Regions from separate parts of the Sus scrofa genome. Here region 2 is linked to region 1. A link is a contact called in public HiChIP or PLAC-seq data. All regions are on one chromosome and are shown on one strand. Each heading gives the region's core, a stretch centred on a gene start, on an enhancer-like site or on the middle of the called end of the contact. The rest is flanking DNA. Distances are from core to core; before and after follow the strand shown.

Evidence for each region. HiChIP or PLAC-seq counts read pairs in DNA pulled down with a chosen protein or histone mark.
Region 2: a contact with region 1 is called in an H3K27ac HiChIP or PLAC-seq map of alveolar macrophages. The contact joins the promoter of C1H15orf57 here to the promoter of ZFYVE19 in region 1. A contact is called at or near these places in 1 of 5 promoter capture datasets (liver) and 1 of 2 datasets of contacts at active chromatin or transcription factors (alveolar macrophages).

What each region holds. Positions count from the first base shown.
Region 1 is chr1:130,513,158-130,520,924 of Sscrofa11.1, reverse strand. It overlaps ZFYVE19 (abscission/NoCut checkpoint regulator), which reads left to right and starts at 2,982. Exons shown (of 12, transcript XM_001929402.5): 1 at 2,982-4,062; 2 at 4,438-4,514; 3 at 5,756-5,877; 4 at 6,047-6,100; 5 at 6,761-6,879; 6 at 6,963-7,108; 7 at 7,442-7,550. The coding sequence starts at 4,461. DNAJC17 (dnaJ homolog subfamily C member 17) reads right to left here and starts at 4,200. Exons shown (of 11, transcript XM_001929383.4): 1 at 4,010-4,200. The coding sequence starts at 4,087.
Region 2 is chr1:130,748,261-130,756,027 of Sscrofa11.1, reverse strand. C1H15orf57 reads right to left here and starts at 2,921. Exons shown (of 4, transcript XM_021097619.1): 1 at 2,769-2,921; 2 at 321-576. The coding sequence starts at 564.

The sequences.
Region 1 (7,767 bases), core at 1,733-4,232:
CCAAAAAAAAAAAAAAAAAAAAAACCAGAAAGAAAAAGAATGACTCCAGGTTTCTTCTCAAGTGGATGGATGGTGGTGCCAATTACTGAGAAGGAGAAGTTCAAGGAAGGAGCAAGTACGGAGAGAGAAGATTAAGAATTTCATTTTGGATGTAGTAAGATTTAGACTCCTGTGAAGCATCCAAATGGAGAGGCAGATGGATACACAGACTGGGGATTCAGAGAAGTGGTCTGAATGAGAGGTGAATTTGGTGTTGGTGCCCACCACCACTAGCTGTACAGCCAGAGGGACACAGTGGAAGGGGATCAACCTGGGCTGGGCATCAGGGGATCTGATTCTAGTTCCCATTTTGTCATCTACCACCTGCTCTGAGTTTCAGTTTCACCATCAGTTACACAGAAGGTTGACCTAGATAACTTTTTTTGGATAAGAATTACCTCTACTCCTCCAAAATAAATACACAAATTTACTTAGTTCTTGGCATCTTTCTTTGGACCCAAAATAAGAACTCCTAGACCAGAAAATCAAAGTTTAGGAGGCCTTCTTTGCATATACTTTAAATATTTTTTGGTCCGCCAGTGCCTCTAGAGACTATGACAAGCACTGAAACAAGAAGAGAGGATTCCAGACCCTAAATCCTTTGCTCTCTACCAAAAAGCATGTGTTACCACGGAGCTAATCAGTGTACCCAGAGGCCCTAACCTACTTTTTTTTTTTTTTTTTTTTTTTGCTTTTTAGGGCTGCACCCATGACATGGAAATTCCCAGGCCAGGGGTCAAATTGGAGCTGCAGCTGCTGGCCTACTCCACAGCCACAGCAATGCAGGATCTGAGCCACAGCTGACGGCAATGCTGGATCCTTAACCCACTGAGCCAGGCCAGGGATCAAACCTGAATCCTCATGGATACTAGTCAGATTCATTTCACTGCACCACAATGGGAACTTCCCTAACCTACTTTTCAAGGTTTATCTTCTTATACCCTTTCTTCTTGGCCTGTGCTCCGTACAAATTAGACTATGCACACTCTCCCCTTTCTCAGAATACCCTCCCTCCATCTCCACACATCTAAACTCTACCCATTCTTCAAGGCATCAAATGCCTTCTCTATTTCCCTCACCCCATCTCGCAAACTAGAAGCAACCTCAGCCTACTCTGAACATGCACAGCACTTTATCTGTATTCCTCTTAAGGAACTTATATTCTGCCTTGTATTATAGTTCTGCATCCCCTACTAAAAAGCCAGAGCAGCACCTGTTATCTTTTCTGAAGTGCCTTCTCACATATCCCTTATCTCATCTGGGTGAAAACTGGATCCCAACTTCATTGTGCTGCTTAGACCTTGGTCTCTTGTGTCGACAACATTCCCACCTGATCCCCTAGCAGCAGCTCCTCCACCTGCCCCCCACTCCAATCCTTTCTGCACACTGACATTGAATTTTTTTTTTCCTTTTGGCTATGCCTATGGCATACAGAAATTTCCAGGCCAGGGACTGAACTTACGCCACAGCAGTGACCAAAGCCACATCAGTGACAGTGCTGGATCCTTAACCTACTGCACCACCAGGAAACTCCGAATAATTTCTTTAAAATCTATGTCACTTCTCTGATTAATATATACATCAGCGGGAGTTCCCACTGTGATGTAGTAGGTTAAGGATCTAGCATTGGCTCTGGGCAACACCAGTTTGATCTCCAGCTGGCACCGGGGGTTAAAGATCCAGCATTGCCACAGCTATGGCATGGTTTACAGCTGCAGCTCAGATTCAACTCCAGCCCAGGAACTTCCATATGCTTCAGGTTTGGCCAAAAATAAATAAATAAATATTATATATACACACACACACATTAATGGCTCACAACTGCCTTCTTTAGGAGTTCTCAACTTCAAGGTTCAAACACACTGGTTGGATCTGGTGTGAAATGTCTGCAGTAATTTCTCACTATTAATGAAGCTCTAATTAAAGATTTACAAACGTAGAACACTTAGAATAGTGTCCAGCACATATTATATGGGTGTTAGGAATTATTAACAGTGAAATTGTAAGCCTTATGAGACAGGTATAGCAGATGCATTTGGTGCTCTATGCATGTCCCCATGGCCCACTTCTAATTTCAGCTGTAGCTGTAGGAAACAGTTCTGTGCAGGCTGACAGCAACCCTCCTCAAGGGCCTTATCGGTCCCCTTGCTCTTTTGCCCCAGAGCTTCCTCTTCTCACAAGCTCACTCAGCCTATGAGCAGAGCCACCTAAAAGTACATGGGCATTTGTAGGCATTAATTTCCATCTGATGAATCACCTGCCACCCTTTCCCACATTGCTACAACTACCATGACAATCCAGGGGAAAGTAGTAGAAATCTTAATTGCAGCTTGATCAGTGTCCCACTCTGGCATATTTTTAAAAAATTATTGGAGTTCCCGTCGTGGCGCAGTGGTTAACGAATCTGACTAGGAACCATGAGGTTGCGGGTTTGGTCCCTGCGCTTGCTCAGTGGGTTAACGATCTGGCGTTGCCGTGAGCTGTGGTGTAGGTTGCAGACTCGGCTCAGATCCTGCGTTGCTGTAGCTCTGGCGTAGGCCAGTGGCTACAGCTCCGATTCGACCCCTAGCCTGGGAACCTCCATATGCCGCGGAAGCGGCCCAAAGAAATAGCAAAAAGACAAAAAATAAAAAATAAATAAAAATAAAAATAAATAAAAAATTATTATATACATATTTTTTGCTTTTTATTTTATTTTTTATGCACATGCAGCATATGGAAGTTCCTAGGCTAGGTCGAATCAGAGCTGCAACTGCTGGCCTACACCATAGCAACAGCAATGCAGAATCTAAGCTGCACCTGCTACCTACACCACAGCTCATGGCAACGCCAGATCCATAATCCGCTGAGGGAAGGCAGGGATCAACCCTCATTCTCATGGATACTATTCGGGTTCATAACTTGCTGAGCCACAATGGAAATTTCCTTTTTTAATCTTTTTTTTTTTTTTAGGGCCACACCCATGACATATAGAATTTCCCAGGCTAGGGGTCCATGCCACAGCCTCAGCAACGCCAGATCCAAGCTGCATCTGTGAACTATACCACAGCCCACAGCAACGCCAGATCCTTAAGCCACTGAGCGAGGCCAGGGATCAAACCTGCGTCCTCATGGATGCTAGTTAGATTCGTTTCCGCTAAGGCACCACGGGAACTCCCCTATTTTAATTTTTAATGGCTGCACTCACAGCATATGGAAGTTCCTCCCAGGGCAGCTGCAGCAACGCCAGATCCTTTATCCCATTGTGCCTGGCCTGGAGGCAAACCCGTACCTCCACAGCGACCTGAGCCGCTGCAGTGGCATTCTCAACCCACTGTGCCACAGTGGGAACTCCTCTCGCGCATTTATCAACACCTTCCTGTGGAATTCCAGGCCATTTGCCTTACCCTTCTGATCCTGCTTTTGACCCATTAGAACATGCTGAGAGGACAACACCTGAGCAACTGCTACTTGAAGAGTCAATGGGCTGGGGTGTAAAAGAAAACAGAGATGGCAGAGTCATAGGTCACACTGCCAAGGAGGGGATGAAGAGGGAATGGAGAAGCCTTAAGACCTGTCCTCTCCTAGGCTCTAAGCGAAGTTAAATCAACCTGCTGGAGAGAATGAATGACTCACGTCTGCACAGTGTAGCAGAATCAGAAGCTGACATTGCGCAGGCGCAGTGAGGAAGCAAAGATTGCCCGCCTGGCTGGCTATGCCGCCTCCTTTAGACAAGGGCCACGGGGAGACGTCAGTACCGTACTCCACTCAAAGAACCTCCTTCCTGTGCTCTCTCTTCCTCATGAAGTCCTCAGACCACTAGGAAAGGTCTCGGAACCCGCTTCTGAGGCCGTCGGGCCGACCCCTCGTTGCCAAACACCCAGGGCCGGGTCGAACCTGGAAAGCTGGTGGTGCCAGCCTCGGGAGAGAGGCCAAGACCGGAAGAGTCGCCAGGTCGCTCGGGAACGGCCCTCCTCGCTCCAGTTCTCACCTCTTTGTCCGCCGCCTTCTCCCCGATACCTAGCAGCGCGTACAGATCCATCTGTAAGAGCTCTTTGGTCACCGCCATGGTTCCAATCCTGACTGGATTAGTACTACAACTCCCAGGAGTCTAAGCGTGTCGGGACCGGGGACAGTTGGATCCCAAGCCAGCTGAATGGCGCTTAGCCCCCTGGGAAATGTCGTGATCTGGGCCAGCCAGGCTTGACTGCCTCTGAGAGAAGTTGGCAGGGGTGAAAGAACTACGACTCCCAGCAGCGTCCGCGCACGCCACTACTGCTCTCCCGCAGGGGTGACTGTCGTAATTCCTTGCTCCGAGGCCTTGGCTCTCGCGCGCAAGTGGGCGTGGGGAAGCAGGGGCGGGGCTGGGCGAAGGTCCTAGGGCTTCTGGACCTGACTCACAAGAAATCAACTCTGCAGACCCTGTTACGCCGGGAACCAGGATGGAGAGTAGGTGCTACGGCTGCGCTGTCAAGTTCACCATCTTCAAAAAGGAGGCGAGTCTTCTCTCCCCGGGGGTCTAGAGGGCCAAGGAGGACGCAGAGAGGAGGGAAATGCATAGGACTTGCATTCTTGGTTTTACGGAAAATTTCCACCTGTCTGATTTTGATGAAGCCACTCAGCTTCAGTTTCCGTTTCTGTAGAATGAAGTTAACACTCCGTTGGGGTTGATGCGAGGGTCCAGTGAGGTCCAGGAGGTGATAGTTCTTTGTAAACTGTGAAGCGAACCCCTGTCATTTTTGGAAAGCTAGGTTTTTCTGTCCACCAAGTGTAGGGTTCAGCTGTTTCCTTCTCTCTAGCCTACCCATCTGAAGCCTGGACTTTAGTTAATGCTCTGTGACTGACCTCTCCATCACACCATGCCCGTTTTTTTTCTCTGCTCTGAAACCTTCACCATCAAGCAGCCTTCCCTGCTTTCTTGAGTTAGATTACCACCTTATCTTCTGCCCCCAGGGCACCATGGCAGAATCTCACTTGTCCTCAGCACTGACCTGTCAAGTTCCTCTGGTAAACTGCAGGCTTTCTCTGCCTCCATTGCGACCAGATAGGATGAATGAATAGCAGGTGGTGAAGTAGATCCGTGTGGCCCTCAGAAACCTGGGTTTTGGAGTCAAAGTGATCAGAATTCAAATTTGAGCTCTGCTGTCATTCATGGGGTGAACTTGCTTTGGACAAGTCATGTAACTTTGCTGATCCCTTCCTATTATCCCAATAGAATAAGAATGGTGATCATCAGGATTAAGTAAGATAGTGTGTGTAAATTGTCAGAATTAAATTATGTGATGAACGTTGAGTACTGAGCTTAGAGCCTGGCACACAATAGGTGCTTAATAATGGAGGCTTTTGTTACCATCCCATCCTAGTCAAGCCGCCCTCCATCTCTGCTAGAGCAGAGAAGGCATGGACTCTGCACTTTATTGCTCCTTTGCTGAAGAGTCAGTGACCTGAAGCATGGTCTTTTGCCTGTTTGTCTTCTGCACCCCAATGTCAGGGAATTAGAGGAGAAAGCATGAGAATTTTGCATGAAGCTTTACCTGATTTGAATGGAAGACTGGAGACTGAGGAATTGCTTTACCCTCCACCCCTGTCTCTCCCCAGGCCTTAGGGGCCCCACTCCTCTCCTCTCAGCAGCTGGTTACAGTTTCAGTGCCTGTTCTGTGTGTGTGTTCAGAGAGTTCCAGGGAGGAGCCTGCAGGGGGGAGTGAGAGGTGGACCCCCTGCTTCATGTTTCTTGTAGTACGGCTGTAAGAACTGTGGCCGGGCGTTCTGTTCCGGCTGCCTTAGCTTCAGTGCAGTGGTGCCCCGGGCTGGAAACACGCAACAGAAAGTCTGCAAGCAGTGCCATGAGGTCCTGACCAGGTGAGAAACCAACACAGGTGAGGGTTCAGCCAAGCATGGAAGCAGGCAGCTGGCAAGGCCTTGCAGCCTCATGCTCCGTGTCTAGAGGTCAGCCCAGGAAGTGTTTGGGGTGGGGGGCACTGATAGGCAGATGGCAGGTGGCTTCTGACACCAGATTTCTTCTCTATAGAGGATCTTCTCCTGCCAATGCCTCCAAGTGGTCACCACCTCAGAACTATAAGAAGTAAGTGCTAAAGGGACAGAGACAAATGGGGGTGGGGAAAGGACAAGGGAGCTCTAGGGTAGGACTCTCTTCTCAGCCTCTAGATCAAATGAGCACAGGGTCAGGAAAATATGTATCTCTCAGGCTCCTGACTGCCCTTTTGGGTGCAGAAAGCAGCTCCTCAGTCCTTTCTCCACAAAACGTTCCTAATAGACCTCGCCTTCTCAGCTAGACCCTCCTGCTCATTGGCTGGGTTAGGGTGCAGGGTGCCATGAGCGAGGGCCACAGAAGAATGTCCACTGAAGGCCTCCTTATCTGCCTAGAAATGATTTGAGTGGGAAGCAGTGAGTGGGTGCCTTCCTGCCTCCCTTCTGCATTCTTCAAGAGGCTCTATCTTGGAGTTCCCATTGTGCCTCAGCAGTAATGAACCCAACCAGTATCCATGAGGACTCGGGTTTGATCCCTGGCCTTGCTCAGTGGGTTAAGGATCCAGCGTTGCCGTGAGCTGTGGTATAGGTCACAGTCATGGCTTGGATCCCGTGTGGCTGTGGCTGTGGCTGTGGTCGGCATCTGTAGCTCTGATTTGACCCCTAGCCTGGGGACTTCCATATGCCAAAGGTGCAGCCCTAAAAAGAAAAAAAGAAAAAAAAAAAAAAGAGCCTTTATCTCATATCCTGCCAGGCGTGTGGCAGCCTTGGAAGCCAAGCAGAAGCCCAGCACTCCCCAGAGCCATGGACTGACCCAGCAAGACCAAGTCATTGCTGAGCGCCTAGCACGGCTCCGCCGGGAGAACAAGCCCAGTGAGTAGGGGACAGACATCATCCGGGGCTCCTGGGACTCGTATTCCTCTGGATCTTACAAGGCTCCCCTATGCTAATTGCAGAGTCAGTGCCCTCTCAGGCAGAGATAGAAGCGAGGCTAGCTGCACTGAGGGATGAACCCCAGGGTTCCATCCCTGCCACCCGGGAGATGGAAGCACGGCTTGCTGCACTGCAGGATAGAGTTCCATCTTCTCAGACCCCTCAGTGGGTGAGTGCTGTGGCTTTGGAGGATAGAGATCCTGCAACAGGACCCAGCAGAAGCCCTGATGCAAGTATATTATATATTTTGCAGGAGTACCTTGTGCTCCTCAGGCCTGCTGCCAGGCCAGGGAACCAGGGATGAGCAGCAGGATTGCACAGAGCACAATCCTGTCTTGCTGGGGACTGCCAGACCTACTTGATTACATGGCCTCTGGATTAGTCCCCTTACCCTGAGCTTTGCGAATTACTCAGCATCCACCCCTGACCCAAACTGCTTTGAACTTTATGGTGTGGCTTTTCCCCTACCCTGCTCCCCACTAAGTCTCCCTCTTCTGAGCAGACACATCAGCCACCAGACACTAGGACCCAGGCCCAGCAGGCACAGGATCTGCTGACACAGTTAGCAGCGGAGGTGGCTATTGATGAGCACCGGGAACGAGGAAGCCCAGGTATTTTCTCCACCCGGCTCCCCCAGGGACCTGCCCCTCACTCTCCTCAGGTTGGGGGAGGCTCTGCTGCCCACCCTCTGGGAGATGAATATAAATCAGAGCATAGGAGATCCTGTTGTGGCTCAGCAGGTTAAGAACCTGACTAGTATCCGTGAGGGTAGCAAAGGTGGGACTTGAACTCAAAGCTGTCTGCTTTCAAACCTCTTGCTCTGAAACT
Region 2 (7,767 bases), core at 1,672-4,171, 240 kb before region 1:
CTAGCCCAGGAACTTCTACATGCCACAGAGGTGTGGTCCTAAAAAGAAAAAAAAAAAAATTTAAGTAAAACAGAGATAAGAGGTGACAAAGACTGTTTTAAGGGATGTACAAGGGAAGGGAGGCTCCTTCCCAAATACCAACCTAATCCCTCACCCCAGAATTACATCTGACAAATACATGTGCTAAGGACCAAAAAAAAAAAAAGAAAATTTAAGAACAGAAAACAAGGTTTGATGTAACAGAACTTCAACATGCTTCCTTAAAATCGCCAGATTCTGATTAAAAAAAAAAAAGAAGAAAAGAAAGCCATCTAACTTACCTAGAGACGCTAAATACACTTCTGAATCCTGCAAGGGAGCCCAAGGCTTTATAGCTGGCTGCTCAGGAAAGTGTGGGGCTTCCCTCTGGCCTGTGCCTACAGGGTAAGAATCCATAAAGGAGTCTGAGAAGGCATTGCTGGCACCATCCTCTTGGTCAGGATGTGGCAGACAGGAACAGATTTCAGCCCAAAGATCAGGGCCAGATCTTGTGGTTGTGGAGTCAACGCTCTCAAACATTTTCATTTGGAATCTGAGCTGAAAAACAGATGTTCAATTGAATAAGGACTGGCTTAGGAAGGAAGTTAATAGCGTTTTAAGAAGTCTCTCTTGGAGTTCCTGTCATGGCGAAGTGGTTAATGAATCCGACTAAGAACCATGAGGTTACGGGTTCCATCCCTGGCCTTGCTCAGTGGGCTAAAGATCCGGCGTTGCCATGAGTTATGGTGTAGGTCGCAGATGCGGCTCGGATCTCCCCCCCCCCGTTGCTGTGGCCCTGGCATAGGCCGGTGGCTACAGCTCTGATTGGACCTTAGCCTGGGAACCTCCATATGCAGCAGGAAGTGGCCCTGGAAAAGGCAAAAAGACAAAAAAAAAAAAAAAAAAAAGGATGTCTCTCTTGGAGTTCCCAGTTGTGGCACAGCTGTAATGAACCCAACTTAGTATCCATGAGGAGGTGGGTTCAATCCCTGGCTTCGCTCAGTGAGTTGAGGATCCTGTGTTGCCGTGAGCTGTGGTATAGGTTGCAGACTCTTCTTGGATCCTGAGTTGCTGTGGCTGTGGTGTAGGATGGCAGCTGTAGCTCTGATTCAACCCCTAGCCTGGGAACTTCCATATGCTGTGGGTGTGGCCCTAAAAAGCAAAAAAAAAAAAAAAAAAAAAAAAAAAAAAATTCTCTTAACAAAATTTAAAATGTCTTCTATCATATTCTTATGTTATATATAAAAAGGAGACAAAAGGGTAATGGGTTTGCTCAATGGGTTTGCTCTTCTGGCTCTGCACACAAGTTGTTTTCATAATGAAGTTTGTCTTTTTAAAATGGAACTTTTAGGAAGTTCCCATAGTGGCTCAGTGGTTAACGAATCCGACTAGGAACCAGGAGGTTGACGGTTCTATCCCTGGCCTTGCTCAGTGGGTTAAGGATCCAGCATTGCCATGGGCTGTCATGTAGGTCACAGACGTGGCTTGGATCCCAAGTTGCTGTGGCGTAGGCCAGCAACTGTAGCTCTGATTGGACCCCTAGCCAGGGAACCTCCATATGCCGAGGGTGTGGCCCTAAAAAGACAAAAGATAAAAATAAATAAATAAATAAATAATAAAAATGGAAATTTTAAGAGTTCTCCTTGTGGCTCAGTGAGTTACAAACCCAACTAGTGTCCATGAGGATGCAGGTTTGGTCTGTGGCCTGCTCAAGGGGTTAAGGATCCAGCACTGCTGTGAGCTGTGGTGTAGGCTGACAGCTGCAGCTCTAATTTTCCCCCTAGCCTGGGAACTTCCATATGCTGTGGGTGTGGCCCTAAAAATACAAAAAAGAGGGAGCTCCCTGGTGGTATAACAGAAACAAATCCAACTAGGAACCATGGGCTTGGGGGTTCCATCTCTGTCCCTGCTCAGTGGGATCCAGCGTTGCCCTGAGCTGTGGTGTAGGTCACAGACTCGGCTTGGATCTGGTGTTTCTTTGGCTGTGGTGTAGGCCAGCAACTACACCTCCGATTGTACCCCTAGCCTGGGAACCTCCATATGCTGTGGGTAGGGCCCTAAAAAGACAAAGAAAGAAAGACGAAGAGGTAGATATTTTCATCATTTTACAGACGAAAAAACTAAGGATCAGAAAGGTAACTTGTCAAAGGCACATTACTGATAGAGTGAATCCTTGAATGGAAACTAGATCTGTGTGGCTCCAAAAGCCATGTTTTTACCCACTCTGCCTGTTGGGGACTAACTGAAAGTACCCTGAGCAGAGATAAGTAGGAAGGGTTACCCACAAAGCCTGGGGGCTTTCATAACTATTTAGTCTAGTAGAATGAACGGACGCTTTTCTTTTCTTTGCTTTCTGGAGGCTCCTTTGTGATTAGGAAGGCTGCCTGGAAAAAGGTCTGAATAATTCCATGAGAGAGAGCCCTGCCAGCGCAAGGGCCCAGAAGTAAAAGGGCCAAATACGTGACGGAGGTCCTGGTGAACTGATGTCAAGGACCACAATGAAGCGCCAACCCCACCCCTAAGTCGTCTGAACCCACCCAAACCAAAACTTTGCTCGCACCAGAGCCCGGGTCTCCTGGTCCAGACCAATGCGGAGAACTCTAGTGTCCAGATTCCGGGCCTCATTTACTCCGGCCTGAAGGACGTGCAAGGCTGGACGAGTCAGGCCTCTCGGCCCCTCTGTGGTATCTCTGGATGCGGCCGGAGCCGGGGATACAAAACCATAGGCACCCCCGCGCCTCTTCACCTACCGCAACAACCCGCCCAGCGACCCGCAAACGCTCAGCTCAGGTCAGTCTCTAGCAGCCGGGAAGAAATGGGGGGGGCGGAGTCTCCGGGGTGACGGACCCCCAGAGTCCTCCAACTACCGTCCAATCTGGCGATGTTCTGTTGGTCTATTGGTCGAGCGGAGCTCGCTGGGTAAGGAAGTGAAGAGCAGATGGGCGGGACTGTTGTTGCCTGGAAACGATGCAGAACACGCCCCGGGCCCCTGTCTTTCCTGGGGCGGGGCTGATTCCGCTTTTATATGTGCCTTCCAGAATCAAGGACAGCGCATTCCACGTTTCCTGCTCGAATAGCGAAGCCCGGTTTCCAAAGGCTTGACTTTTCTTGATTCCCTGGGCAGGTTAATCTCGGCAGTTCTCTGAGTTGGTGTTTGTCTCCGAAAATTTGAGCCCTTCTATAGGCAAGTTAGAGCAATTTTGCCCCTCGATTGGGGAATAGAGGGGATCACTTTCCTTACTATCACGGGAGATCCATGTCCCATTCACCGAAACTTTCTCTCATTTAGTCACTAGCCATCAAGTTCCTGCTGTGTTCTAGGCATTGTGTTAAGTGGGAATTGAAGACAGTTAAGACTTGGTATGGGTCCCAGCTTTACAGTTTAGGATGAAGAGCCATGGAGACAGGCATGTTTATAAATAACAGCAAAGAGTTATAGAGAAATAGAACTGTGGCTAGAGTACATAAAGGAGAGAGTGGTCATGGAAGGTATGTATCAAAAGGCTTTTTTTTTTTAAGGAGATGGGCTTTGATATCCTTCAGGGGTTATCAGTTTGCTGAGATGCAACCCTCCCAACCCAATCCCCAATTTCCAGGGCTGGTTTCTCTCTCCCAAAGAAACATGTGAGGAAGACATCAGCCAACTATCCATAGAAGTAATATGACTGAGGATATAGTATCTAGATGTGTCCAAAGCCAATCAATGTGGCTATGTGGTAATAACCACCACCATGTGGAAGGGAACTATGAGGTATCCTGTTATTCACATAACCATTCTTAAAGAGAACAGGCAAACAGAAGGAAGTGGAAAGCAAGAAGGTTAGAAAACAAAGGAGCAAATAATAGGCAAGATTTTGCAGTGCTTATTCATAGGGAATATACAAGAGTGGGCGGATCCCCAGAGTCTTCCAATTGCCACCCAACCTGGTGACATGAATTTGGCAGTATCTGATTCATAAAAAGAATCATTGTCATAGGTTTACTGGTGCTTCATTGAGCTCCTTCATGGTCTTTCAACTTATGAAGTTTTCTCTAATTTCCTGCTCACCAAAAAAACAAACAAAAAACCCCCCAAAAAACTCTTGATCAAATTTGGCCTCTTAAATATCTTGATACTAGGATTTGGATGACTTTAACAGTAGGCACAAATAGTGACTGGTATAAAATTGAATACTTTTTTAAAATTTAAAGTTACAGTTATGGAGCTCCCGTTGTGGCTCAGAGGTAACGAACCCTACTAGCATCCACAAGGATTCAGGTTCAGTCTTAGCCTTGCTCAGTGAGTTAAGCATCTGGCATTGCCATGAGCTGGTGTAGGTTATAGACGCAGCTCGGATCCTGCATTGCTGTGGCTGTGGTATAGGCCAGCAGCTGCAGCTCTGACTCAACCCCTAGTCTGGGACCTTCCATATGCCAAGGGTGCGGCCTTAAAAAGACCAAAAAAAAAAAAAAAAAAGTTACAGTTATAATTTAGCAAATAGTCATCCTTACCATGTCCTCTGAGCGTAATTACTGTGTGTGTTGAATAAATCCAAACCAGATTCTGGACTTGCAAAGCTGAAACCATAGGCCCTGGTGGTCTCTCCCTACCTAAGGACTGCTCACACTGGGAAGCCACATGAGGGCAGTCAGCATCCCTCTATTCTAGACTCAGCTATAACCACAATGTGATTTGTACACTTTTTTTTTTTTTTTTTTGGTCTTTTTGCCTTTTCTAGGGCCGCTTCCACAGCATATGGAGGTTCCCAGGCTAGGGGGCTAATCAGAGCTGTAGCCGCCAGCCTACACCAAAGCCACAGCAACGCGGATCCCAGCTGCGTCTGCAACTTACACCACAGCTCACAGCAACACCGGATCCTTAACCCACTGAGCAAGACCAGGGATAGAACCTGCAACCTCATGGTTCCTAGTTGGATTCGATAACTACTGTGCCACGACAGGAATTCCTGTACATATGTTTATGGTTTTTTGGGTTTTTTTGTTTTTTTGTCTTTTTGCCATTTCTTGGGCCGCTCCCCCGGCATATGGGAGGTTCCCAGGCTAGGGGTCTAATCGGAGCTGTAGCCGCCAGCCTACACCAGGGCCACAGCAACACAGGATCTGAGCCACGTCTGCGACCTACACCACAGCTCACGGCAACGCCGGATCGTTAACCCACTGAGCAAGGGCAGGGACCGAACCTGCAACCTCATGGTTCCTAGTCGGATTCGTTAACCACTGCGCCACAACTGGAACTCCCTGTACACATGTTTTTTTTTATTTGTATCCTCTTCCAGCCTAGGCCTTCAATGAAACCATGAACTGTGTCTTTCTTACCTCTGTATGTCTAGAGCCAAGTGATGTTTAGCAAATGTTCAAATTTGTATGGTGTCTGAATATTTAAATTAGAACCTTCATGGTCAAGGACTACACCGAACTGGGCCTAGACCTAATCTCATCTCCATGTTGCAACCAGGGTCATCTTTTTGGAATGGAGGTGAGATCATGTCACAAGCATCCATACACACACACCCCAGAAACTCTTTGATGATTTCCCCCACATCTCTTAAATGAAAGACTTAAGATCCTGGTAGCTCAGCAGGTTAAGGATCTGGCAGCTGTCACTGTTGTGCCTCTGGTTACTGCTGTGATGTGGGTTCCATCCTTGTCCCCAGAACTTCTACGTGAGGCAGGCGAGGCCAAAAATAAATAAATAAATAAATAAATAAATAAATAAAATTAAAGACTTAAATCTTTATCATAGTAAGTTAGGTGGAGTTCTTAATTCAAACAATAGAGCTCATTCTAGCCAGTTAAGCCGTAAAAGGAATTAACTAAAGCTGCTCTGTACAATAAACTTTCTAGGATCATAGGAAAGTTCTGTATCTAATCTGTCCAATAAGGTAGCCACTAGCATCATCTTGTTATCGAGCACTTGAGATGCAGCTTGTGCAACTGAAGAACTGAATTTTAAATTTTCTTTCATTTTAATTTATTTAAATTTAAATAGCCACACAGGGCTAAAGACTTCTCTATTGTACACTACAGGATTAAAGGATATCAAGAAATTCACATGGGCCAAAGAGTCAGACTTAGAGATCTATACAGCCAGAAACAGTGTCTAAACATCACTGAGGACTGCTCAGGGAGCACCCCAATGCCACTGAGTATAGACACAGCATCAGGGCATTGGACACAAGAATCTCCCCCATTGTCGTCCCCCAAACCAGATGCCACCAATGCTAGCATGTCAGATATGGATTCCACACTGTGCCTGTTTCCTCTGCTGTTTGCCTCTGAACAAAAGATCCTGCCTGATCAGAGCTCAGGTGATGGATGACGAAATTGCAAGTGAGGCTAGGAAGGACAGTTTCTGGATTCCACATCTTAGAGACAGTACTTTATCTGGGAAATTCTCCACACAAAGAAGATCTTTGATGCTGGATCTCCAAAGCATCGATCTCCAAAGAGTGTGACAGAAGTCTACTTAGCATGGTCTATAGCAGAGCCTTTTAAACTTTAATATGCAGATGAATCATCTGAGGATCTTGTTAAGATGCAGATTCTCAGAGTAGTGGCTCAGCGGAAACAAATCCAACCAGTATCCATGAGGATGCGGCCTCACTTACTGGGTCAGGGATCCAACATTGCTGTGAGCCGTGGTGTAGGTCATAGACACGGCTTGGATCTCGAGTTGCTGTGGAGCAGGCCAGGGGCTACAGCTCCAATGTGATCCCTAGCCTGGGAACTTACATTTGCCGAGGGTGCAGCCCTAAAAAGAAAAAAAAAATGCAGATTCTCAATCAGCAGGTCTGGAGGGAAGGAGGAAAAATATTCTGCAGCTCCAAGTTGCCAGATGTTGCCCACGTTGCTAATCCATAAACCACATGGGCGTAGCAAGAATTTATACAATCGTACAGGGTCTCATTCTCTAGATCTCTCCTTGTCTGTGCTTCAGACACGTTCTGAAAAATACTCTTTTTTTTTTTTTTCGGTCTTTTTGCATTTTCTAGGGTCACTCCCGGGGCATATGGAGGTTCCCAGGCTAGGGGTCTAATCGGAGCTATAGCTGCCGGTGTATACCAGAACCATAGAAACACCAGATCTGAGCCGCATCTGTAACCTACACCACAGCTCACAGCAACACTGGATCCTTAACCCACTGAGCAAGGCCAGGGATTGAACCCACAACCTCATGGTTCCTAGTTGGATTCGTTAACCACTGAGCCACAACGGGAACTCCTCTTTTTTTTTTGTTTTTTTAAATAACAACTTTAGGAGTTCCCTTATGGTGCATTGGGTTAAGGATCCCACGTTGTCACTGCAGTGGCTTGTGCCTCTGCTGTGGCTTGGGTTTGATCCCTGTCTCAGGAACTTTTGTATGCCATAGGCACAGCCAAAAACAAACAAACAAAAAGTTATTGAAATGTAATTCACACTCCATGAAATTCACCTTTTTGTCATGTGGCTGGTTCTCAGAGGCCTTGGCTTCTCTTGATTTGGCTGTTTCTGAGTTTGTTCGCCAACTCTCTTGTGAATTCTTTTTTTTTTTTAAATGAATTACACAATATACATTTTTTAAATAGATTTTTTACAAAGACTATATCATGTTACACATTTCTGGCTCTTATTTTTCTCGCCATTTACTTGCCTGTAGGTTCTCTGGGCTTCAGTGACCTCATCTGGAAAATGATGGTAGCACTTATAGGGTTATTATGAGAATTCACTGCGTTAAAATACATACAGCACTTAAAATAGCACTATATATGA